Regions from separate parts of the Gasterosteus aculeatus genome. Here region 2 is linked to region 1. The links are chromatin contacts, called in public Hi-C maps. All regions are on one chromosome and are shown on one strand. Each heading gives the region's core, a stretch centred on a gene start, on an enhancer-like site or on the middle of the called end of the contact. The rest is flanking DNA. Distances are from core to core; before and after follow the strand shown. Region 1 overlaps gpc3 (glypican 3). Region 2 overlaps gpc4 (glypican 4).

Region 1 (5,279 bases), core at 1,032-3,531:
CCGACCCGAGCAGGGAGACCCTCTGATGACCTGGCAGAGACAGGAAACAGGAAGTGTGACCCCCCCTGACCTCTTCCTGGTTGGGAGGGGTGGGGGATCCTAACACGTGACTGTGCCCAGTGACAACAAGGCCAGGATGTGAGGGTCAGACCAGAGACTGTTCTGACAGTTCAACAAAAAGAAAAGGATGAACAAAAAAATATTGGCCCCAGAAAGCGGAAAGCCTGGTTAGCGAGCGGTGCCTGGACCTTTGCAGCAGGGTTTTTACAAGCCGGCTGCGTGATAATTACACCCAGCGGGGGGGGGGGGGGGGGGGGGGGCAGTGGTGCAGGAGCAAAGGGGCGGAGTGGGAAGGGAGAGGCGACCCCGGCTCAGACCTCAGGGCGCAGACGGGCCGGGGCGGGAGGGAGGGAGAGGTGGAGGTAAAGAGGAATGGGTGGCAGTGGTAGAAGGCATGGTTGGGCCTCATTAGCAAGCAGACTAATTGGGAGGAAAAGGGCCCTCACATGCTCCATCTGACCTCCCAGCCAGCAGGGGAGAAAGCCCTGGTGAGAGAGGGGTGTGCAAGTTTGTGAGTGTATGTGTGTTGTGTGTGTGGAGGTAGAGGGGGGGAGTTTCTCATCTTTGCATTCCTAAAATTAAGGAACCATAACTCCTTTTTAACTCCTCAAATCCTAAATACACCGTGAAGTCAGATGTCTGGGGAAAGCGAAAGGATGACGTGCGTGCGTGGTGCTCTAACACGGATACCTCCACAAACGCCCCGCAGCTCCTCCCAGGTTTACACCAGGTGTCACACTTCATTTAAAAAAAGGACCCTCATGGCTTCACCCCCCCTGCAAACAAACATAGCAGCTCTCCCTCCTCCTCTGCTTCTACGGCAGTCGTACTTCACACACGTAAAAACGAGGAAGGCGAGAGGACGAAGGCCCGGGGGCGTGTATAAAATAACGCTTCAAAAACCCTCGGTGAATAACATCAAAGAGAAGTCGGACTCTTTGACTCGAGCGAGCATAATGGACAGGTTAGCAAGTGTAAGTTTACTAAACAGCGTCTGACACCCACCGTGTCTATTAGTCGGATAGTACGCACACCCTGTCGGGGAAAAAAAGGCCACCGCACGCCGGCCTTGTCACGAGGCGGCTTCCATTCTGCCTCTACTGTAATTATTATGCTCACAGCACCGTGTTCGTTCACGCATTTCAAAGACCTGTTTGAAGTGCTGCTTTATTTCGCTCGTGCGCTCACGTTTCACCGGTGCGTGTGAACTGGGAATGGATCCGCTGTAGTCATATCGCTAACTATGTGTGTACAAGATTAACTGCCACCAGCGTGCACAGTAAAAGCTGTCCCGGAGTGTGAGTTGTACATTAAAGGCGCGCATTCTGCGCGGGGGCGCGCGGGGTGTCGAGCACACGCTGCCCAGGCTCCGCCGGCTCAGAGGAAGTGAGGCTGCGTGATGGAATTTGTGGCGCTCGGGATCTGTTTTTTTTCCACCCTGAATTCCTGTCCTACCTGCAGGACTTTTCCCAGGTTCTGGCTTCAATTAGAGTGGGAAGCTGGGGCCGAGAGAGCAGAGGGAGGGATGAGGGGGTTTTGCAGAGAGGGAGGGCCGGGGGAGGGAAGGGCGACGGAGCTGGAGTCCGTCACACACAGCTCAGCGCAGCTGGAGAGATGGAAAGAAAGGCGACTGACGGAAAAGACACGAGAACGAGGTGCAAACAAATAAAAAAGCGGGAAGAGCGGGCCGGGAGGTTTCAACGGGGAAAGATCAAATAATGAAAGGTCCTCAGCAAGACGTTGTCTTTCATGTGCGCGGTGTTGCAGATGGAGTCCCTTCAAAGAGCGTCATGTAGCCAGGAAGAGGCTGTCAGAATGATCCCGGGAGGTCTGACCCTCCAAATGGCAAATTCACCTGACAAACGAGCGGGAAGCGTTCTGTAATCAAAGACCAATCCCATAATTGCCCCATTTTGCCACTAGCTCAACCGTCCCCTGTGAGATTAGCTGTACAGAGGAGAGACACGATACTCTGGGAAGTTAAACAGATGTTGAGACAAAACAACCTCGTCTCCTCAGAACCAAAACAATACGTTCTAATTTGAGAGCGCCGTCCTTCACGTGCACGTGTCTCCGCACGAGGGAGCTCATTTAGCCATTTCTTGTTTCTTTTATAAAAGTGTTGCCATCTTCGTTGAGAAAGCAGCGAGGCTTGTTGGCATGGCAGAATACCTCCTGCTCGACGTCACAGTCGGGTGAAAGAGGACTCTTTATCAGCCTCGCTGCACATGCACATGCAGGGCACACCGCTCCAGACAGGAATGCGTTACACAGCATGCACACAAATGTCCTCGGCGCTGGAAGTTCCAAGGCGGGGAGCAATAACCGAAAGGGGAAAGACATTTCTCTTCCATCCACTTTCTACTGCACATTTCACTTTAAATGTTGGCTGTGGTTCAGTTATGACATCAGCTGCTCCGGGCGTGAGAAAACGCTGTTTTATAAGCATGAGGCGACCGGCCTCGGAGAGGTCTTTTCTTTTTTTCTTCTTCTTTCAGTGTTTAGTTTAGCCTCGCAGAAGCAAAAAGGCAAGGGTCTCCCTGCCAGACTGTCTGTATCTGCGGATTCTCTGATCAACACTGACAACGTGAGAAATGACACATTTCCGCTGCACGGCGGCATTTCTCAGGGCCATCGTCACGGAGCACTTAGGAGCGAAGGAACGAAACATCGGGGGGGGGGTTAAGTTGGAAGGAAGTGGATTCTTTGGAGGGGTCCCATGTTCCCCTCGGCCTTGGAGAGAGCAGCCCCTATATTTTCACAACACGGTCCGAGGGCCGGGGCTGATTCCTGGTCCGAAAGTGGGTCAGCAAAAGCTGGAGGAAGCATTGATTGCGCTCACCACTTGAGCCGAAAGCAGAATAATGTTCATTCAGGAAGGGGGGGACGTGTGCGGGATAAGAGAGCCTTTGCAGGACTTGTATAGCCCGGTTTGTGGGTGAGCCGTGTCCTGAACGCGCGGACAATCATGTACACATTCTTCAGTCTGCCGCTCCGCGCACTGTACAAAAGGGAAGAGACTGAGACTGGAACACGGACGCTTTAAATCAATGTGGCGCTCTCTTGGTCGACTTCCAGGAACATTACACACGTTATCTCGTTGTTGGCCCGTCCCCGTGCACGCCGCATATGAACCGGGCAGACAAAAGTAATTACGTGTGAGCTGTGGCCTATTCGCCCATCGGAAGGTTAATTAGTCTGTGAGCTTTTAGCCCGGGAACATTCAGAGGCAGTGGTCTTTCAACTAGCGGGGAGGCGGAGACCTTGTAAAACTGCTTTTAACCAAACAGCCTCACTTTCTCCGGTGCCTTCAGAGCTTGTTTACAAGACGCCGGCTCGGAGCGGCTCAGACCAAGAAATACTGCGTTCAGTCAATAAACATTTAGCAGGGTTATAAAGCCAGTTTAAGGGTTTGCCTCTTACAGGGGAGGAGCCAGGGCTGCGTTTTTGTCTCTTTGTCACGCTACCATGGATGGCCGACAGTCAGTCGGTTCACCACTCAGATACTTCAACAAGTGTACCATGGATGCACAGATTCAAGGTTCCCTGAGGATACACGCTAGCTCTCTGCTCCGCCGCGGCAAAAACATATATTTTTTTTAAAACCACACTTTATCAGTGTGGGGGAAACACAAAACACATCTTTTGGATTTATTACATCAGTGAGGCTTACGTTTTCCCAGTAGAGCCCCTGTAATAGACATGGCGTCTTTGTAAATCACCTATTCAACGCTTGAGTGTAAAGGGGCTTTATGAACATTATGATTGAAGTGTATTATGTCCTCCCTATACTCTGTTATGTCTATCTTACACATAATAGAGGGGAAGGGGGCTGGATATCCTATATTAGGATTTCCAGCCTGCTTCCTGACAAGCTAGAACATGACTGGCACCATTGGACTGTTTCCTACGGTCTAAGTATCGTCACGTCACGCTATAAGACTTTAAGACTGCAGCCGGATTGGGCTTCTGTAAGACACTAACGCACAATCACATTGTTACTGCGAGCATGTGTGCATTAAGACGTTAGCGCTCAGCTCAGCTCAGCGTTTTTCATCCTCACTGAACTGCTGCGTCCAGACTCTTAGTCTTGTTCTTACTTTAGCAATGAACAATGTGTCTATCAAATGTTAGCTAATTTTAAAAATAGATAGAAAAAGATTCAATAACAACTTCTAACGTAAAAGGAAAAATCTAAAGTTACCCGAGTGAGCACTCGTGCACAAAAAAAACAAAATATTTCAAACTCCACAAGGGGAGTTTTTATTGCAGACTATGGTGTTGTATTGCACCATCTTTTGAGGCGTTCCCATTGTGTCCCTCAGTATATCAGCATAGTGATGATTTCTGTAATCACATTTCTGTTCAAAGTCAAGAGTCATAAACAGTTTTTCCGGAAGTGAACTAGTCAGTCAATCATTTGTTAGAAGTTATTCCAGCCCATTGATGTCGAGATCTGAGGGGAAGCTTGAAATGTGCTTAACTTTTCTGTACGGTCATCAGATATGGGATTAAAAACAGCCTTGTGATTAGCCAATCTGCATAAATATCAGACGTTTCTGCTTACACACACACACACACACACACACACACACACACACACACACACACACACACACACACACACACACACACACACACACACACACACACACACACACACACACGCACACACACACACGCACACACACAGGAAGAAAGAGCTCGACTGTGTGCGTGTTTCAAACGGCTTGTCTGAATGTCCTTCGCCAAAATGCATTTTCTTGCAAAAACCTCATCAAAAGCCCATCAGGAACCTGATCCACCCGGCAACCGGTCTGCAGCTCTGCTTGTTATCACATCGGCGCAAATGTTTGTCCCTGTCAGGGCAGGAAGTTTTCAAAGGCTTATTATATTAGAGTGTGTACGTGTACACGTCCTGTGTTTTTAGGATTATGGGATGAATCCAGTTCATTGGAAATAAACATACGGTGTGTGTGGGTTTTGTTAGGCCAATATTCCTGTTGGTGTCATGAACATCATACTCAACAAGTGAAACGCTGAGGGATGAGAATGCTGAGTTTGGAGATTTTAAACAAGAAGTGAGCAGTAAGACGACTACCTGAATTTTACGATAACATCCAACACACCTTTCTGCTTTATTTCTCACACAACGTACTTACGAAAGCAGTTTTCCTGTGAATGTATTACTACCAGCATCTAATGCTCACTTTTGGTTG
Region 2 (5,279 bases), core at 1,517-4,016, 43 kb before region 1:
TTCATGGACGCTCGCACGCAGCTGGGGGACGCGCTGACCTGGAGGGGGCAGTTAGCGCACGGTTAGCGTTTCCCCGCGGCACCACGCTCATACTCAGAAACCCAAAATCACAGCAAACTCCACACGCCAGTGTAAACATTAGCGGTAATGAATCCCCCCCCCTTGCAGAGGAAGAAAAACATGCCGTACCAGAACAGTCAACGTGGCTTTTGTTATCAGACACTAAGGGAAGGAAGACACCCAGAGGGGGAGGGATGGACGCACACTCGCTCACTCACCATGGAGACTTTGTTGACCACCTCCGGCAGGAGCGTCAGGCCGCGCACAAAGGTGCGCGCGGCGACGAAGGCCCGCGTCAGCTGGATGCGCAGCTTGCGCGGCACGTCGCCGAAGGGCTGCAGCTGCTCCGTGTGCTGGCTGACGCACTCCATGTAGGCGGGGCTGAACTCGTACTGCACGTTGACCAGCCCGAACATCCTCTCCAGCAGGTCGGCCCAGAAGTCCGACAGCATGGAGTCCAGGTTGACGGCGGCGCTGCCGGACACGTAGTACCGCTTCAGGGCCTTGAAGAAGTTGTCGAACAGCTCAGAGTTCCGCATGTACATCATCCCGTACGTCCGCGCGAACATGTTGTGCAGCGAACCGTGTGCGTTTTTCAAAAGCTCGCGGAAAAACTCTGTTGAAGAAAAGGAGGGAGGTGGATTAGTGCGATGACTAAACGCGGAGGCCGTTTTACGTTGTTAACATGGCACAACGAGACTCTGGCCATAGCGCCCAGCCCTAGAACAAAGGGAATTCAATTTGTATGATGGATAACATGTCCGTGTTCCTCGGGGCAGCTACAGAGGCCACCGTTTCTATCGATCTTTGACTCAAGAATGGCCTCGTTTGGGCAGGATTTTCACACATAGTGCTTCTTTGGTATCTCATTACGAAACAAAAAGGGATTGTTATTGCAAAATACAGATTCCAGCAAGGCCACAGTGTATGTTAGTAACTAGATTATAGATGTTGCCTGCCAAAAAGCAACCTTTCTAAAGTATAATGCTCCTGCCACCAGACTTTATTCCAGTACATTGCTTTCTGAAGCTGTGACCGTGACGATGCTGCCACGGCTTCAGATCACAATGATGTTTAGCCGCCTTCACCTGTACCCACATCCCGACACTCTCCGCATCTCAACAGAAACAGCTTGAGCATAAAATCAAAAAGATGAAAGGCAAAAGGAATGTGTTGTGGGGGGGGGGGTTATAATGAGGAGCTGAGAGGGGTGAAGCAGGAGGGGTGAAAGGTGAAGCCGGAGCATCTGTGTCAGGCGGATGGAGCGGCTCCGGGTGGGAGAGCGGTGCCGCTTCGGGCCCGGCCGTCTCTCCATTGAGGGAGGGAGGGAGGGAGGGGGGGGCGGCGGCATCTCTCCGCATCAAGCTGACCACCATCAATGGCGCTTCTCTGTTGTCACATTCCATTCGCTCTCCTTTCTCCCGACTTGTCCCGGACTGTCCTTCAGAGGCATTTTCAATAGGATTAGTGAATAATGCGAACCCCCCCCCACCAACCACCCCACTCCCATATATGGACCTGTACCCCCCATCTAGCCCTCCATCTCCCTCCCTCCGCCGCTTTCACTTCATCAGTTCCTTCAGAGCTCTCTTCACTAGAGACAGGGAACAATGACCTACTTCATCCTGAGGAATGTCCATCACCCCCACCCCCCCATAATCCAGGCCCCCTCTCCCACGGACACCTCCCCCCCCCCCCCCAGAAACTTTCTTAATCTGAACAAAATGAGAATTCCTCAGTCTCTGAAAAATGCTTCACCTTCAGTCTAGCGTTGCACTCGGCTCCTTTCACCCGTCCGTGTGCACAAAACGGCCGTCCGGCTGCCGTCCCTCTGGGCGCCCTCTGCCTGGCTTTGACATGTAAAGTTCCCGTGCGCCCAACCCCCGCCCCCGCTCCCGGTCAAATGGAATTAGTTCATTTAAAAAAAAAAAAATCTATTGACCGCCCTAGTATATATTATATCACACCCCCCTCACACACACACACACACACTGTGAGGGCGGGTTAAGTTGAGGATTTTCCTTAACTCCAAATTCCCACTGTGTTGCCAAGGATACCGGAAACACTGCAGCCCCTCCATTTACTTCACCCGCCATCATTGCCCCCCCCACACACACACACACGTCCACGCTCCATTGACAAAGATTAAAACAAAAGGTCCACCCCAACCCCTGGAATGTCATAGTTACCACAAGTTTAAAGTCAGTGAAAAGAGACAAGTGGTGAGGAGGAGGAGGACAAACTTCTCTATTTCCTCTCTACAGTTTGTTAGAGCGGTAATCCCTATATGCTAAACAGATAAGCCCTGTAATGAGTTTGGACAAACCCTCTGGTAAGAGAAGGAGCGCGTCCTGTGGGGGGTGAGTGTGTGGGTGTGTGGGTGGGGGCCATGGGGGAGGGTTGGTAATGGTGGGGGCTCCTCTTTGGGAGTCTGAAGTATGAGCAGCATTACACAGGCATCTTGCATTGTCATTAAAAACAGTTTATGACACGCAGCCATCTGCCAACAGGCCGAGGAGCTGAACACTCCCTCATGATTTTTCCATTAAAAAATGTTGCCTTTCGCTCCGCCAATGGTCTGAGGAAATCTGGGTGAAAGGTTACACGGGAGAGAGAGAGAGAGAGAGAGAGAGACACCACGCTGTAACGAACTGTAAGGAAGGAGGACTCCTGCCTGGTCTCCCTCCCCTTTGCCCCCCTCACCCTGTCATTATTGCCACATGTTGCAGAGGAGGCCCTACATTATAAGAGGATCCGTAGGCCCGATCCATCATGGGAACAGAGGAGCTGACCGATTCTCCTCCCACTTCCTCCTACAAGGAGCCCCCCCACACACGCACACTCCCTCTGCGCCACCCACCCCCGTCCCTATAAACTCTGCTCCTCCCAATCCCAGCCCAGGCAGTAATTGCATCCTATTTGTGCCAATTAGTCCCTGCGCTTCTCACTTTTCTTGTGGGTCGGGATTCTGACCCTCCTGCTGTTGGTCTCTAGAGCTTTCGAATGGATGTCTCTTGTTGTGTGTGTGTGTGTGTGTGTGTGTGTGTGTGCACGCAGAGAGAAGAAGGGGCCTTAATCCAGGCGCTTAAATCCCAGACACAGGCTCGCTCCGCTGGACGGGGTCAGTGCAGTAGGACAGACACACAGCGAGGAGGGTCTCGAGAGGGGAGCTCTATTTCTGGCCCTGGTCTTAATTAGCCGTGACTCGTAGCTCCGGGCGCATGGAGACAGCCTGCCTAATCACAAATGCTACTTCCTGAGTGTGTTAGCGTGGGAGCAACGCGTTTAACACGCGCACCACAGCGCAAGCGCCCGACAGCCCTCCTCCGAAACGGTGGACACAAAGAGAAGCTTCCTGTGCCTGTTTACCCGGCGGGAAAGTGCCTCATTTGGGGGCGTCTCGACACGACAACGGTGAATAATGGGTCGGCAACCCGGAGAGTCCAGAGAGGCGGGCTAGAACCGTGGAGCCGGGGGGGGCGACTGTCACTGGCACTGTCAGCTTGGTCCGAAGGCCGACCCGACAGCTACTCAGGCTTTGCGTGCTGTAATGTTTGTGTCATGCAAACACGTCAAGTTATATCTTGTTTTAAAAGTGACAGTATTTAAGCCTCGTATATACACACAACGGGGCTAACCAGTTAAATGATAATGAGGTCTCACAGCAGAGCAGGTTTTTTATAGATATGTAAAAAAAAATATATATATATATATATGCAGATATATGCTTTGCATTTTGCTCCAAATGCAAAAGCTCAGAAGAAACATGAAACGCACGACAGCACTCTGTTAGAGGGAACAACGTTTTAAATCGTATCACATTGTATTAAACGGTGTAAGACAAATGTAATGTAAAGATGAGTTATTTCTCTGTCAATGGATTGAATGTAAATGTTTTGCAATCAAATAACCTGTTATGTTCACTAGTTTCTGCGGCCAAAACGTGAATATTTATGATCGCCCTCTGAAGATCTTTGCGTTCAGGTTTGTTGGCTGTCGGGTCAAAAAACAAGCACAGAAACATTAAAGCGATCGCTCCGACGAGCGGTGCGTTACCGCGCGTGAAGGGAGGAGAGAGAGGCAGAGAAAAGGGGTTTGCGGGTGGGGGGGCGCAGGACGTCTACAGCAGCCACTGCATTCCGACACGTCAAATTCCTGTTCACATCTGGCTGCAATACACACTCCTCGTTACGGACTATCCCTCGCTCCCTTTCCCTGACACATAAGATCTGAAGGTCTCTGCATGTGCACAAACTAGCAAAGCATCGAAAACCCTACACGGGTTTGCAGATCCGGAACAAGCGACATTGTGTTGAGAAACGTGAAACTCAGGAAGTCTATCAGTTGATCTTCTGCCTCTTCTCCAGCGGTGACACGGTCGGGTGGCGCAGGCTAGTCAAAGCTGCCCCCCTCCCTCGGTGACTCAGCACGGTTCTGTGTTCCCATGATCTCTCAGCCTCAGAATGGGAAACCTGATCCCAATATATACAGGCTTTCTCACACACACACACACACACACACACACACACGATTGTGTGTGTGTGTGTGTGTGTGTGTGTGTGTGTGTGTGTGTGTGTGTGTGTGTGTGTGTGTGTGTGTGTGTGTGTGTGTGTGTGTGTGTGTGTGTGGTCCGCCTGGAAGCGTGCACGTCTCTCTGGAGAGGGAGGCGAGGGGTGTAGCATGAGGGGGTTCATGAGACGAGGCACTGAGACGTTGGGGGACAGGTGGACGGGCAGACTGTCTCCGCCTGTGACTGTCTCCGCTCGGGGCGGCGCACTGGCAGGTGGGGGCGTCCGTCAAAAAGACAAGTGCTGGCGCCGCGGCGTGGGACACAAAGTATGCTGAAAAGTGGCCGGTGTGTGTGTGTGTTTGCTTACTGTCAAACTGGTCGTGCCTCTGTCTGAAGGTGGACTGCAGGTTGGTGCTGAGCTTGGAGACGGGAGCTTTGATCTCCGTGTGGCTCTGCTGGCTCAGCTTCTCCTCCATCTCCACCGTGCAGCAGGAGAAACCCTGCGGACACACCTTCAACGGGGCTCCTGGAAGAGACGAGGGGGACGCTGCGTTACACACAGGAAGCTGCCCATGCAAGTTGGAACGAAACAATCTGGTTGGACAAAGTGACTCAGACCCGCTGAGAATCGTTGCCGGCTTTGTTGACGCGTGAGAGTTAATCAATTGACTAAGCCGACTTCAGAGGACAGTTTACTCGTTTCAAACAC

Evidence for each region. A called contact is a pair of places that touch in the nucleus more often than the background predicts.
Region 2: a contact with region 1 is called in a Hi-C map of tail fin, with 6 times the contacts expected there. The contact joins two enhancer-like sites. A contact is called at or near these places in 5 of 6 Hi-C or Micro-C datasets (liver, skeletal muscle, tail fin and 1 more).

Annotation. Positions count from the first base shown.
Region 1 is chr4:16,297,568-16,302,846 of fGasAcu3.hap1.1, reverse strand. All of the region lies in intron 6 of gpc3 (glypican 3), which reads right to left. Among protein-coding and RNA genes, the nearest start is that of gpc4, 25 kb to the left of the region's middle. Within about 2 kb of position 2,281, at least 1 of the 9 cell types and tissues checked has open chromatin away from gene starts, as enhancers often do.
Region 2 is chr4:16,341,543-16,346,821 of fGasAcu3.hap1.1, reverse strand. gpc4 (glypican 4) reads right to left here. Exons shown (of 9, transcript XM_040172820.2): 2 at 4,938-5,096; 3 at 279-676; 4 at 1-38. Among protein-coding and RNA genes, the nearest start is that of brd8b, 8.6 kb to the left of the region's middle. Within about 2 kb of position 2,766, at least 3 of the 9 cell types and tissues checked have open chromatin away from gene starts, as enhancers often do.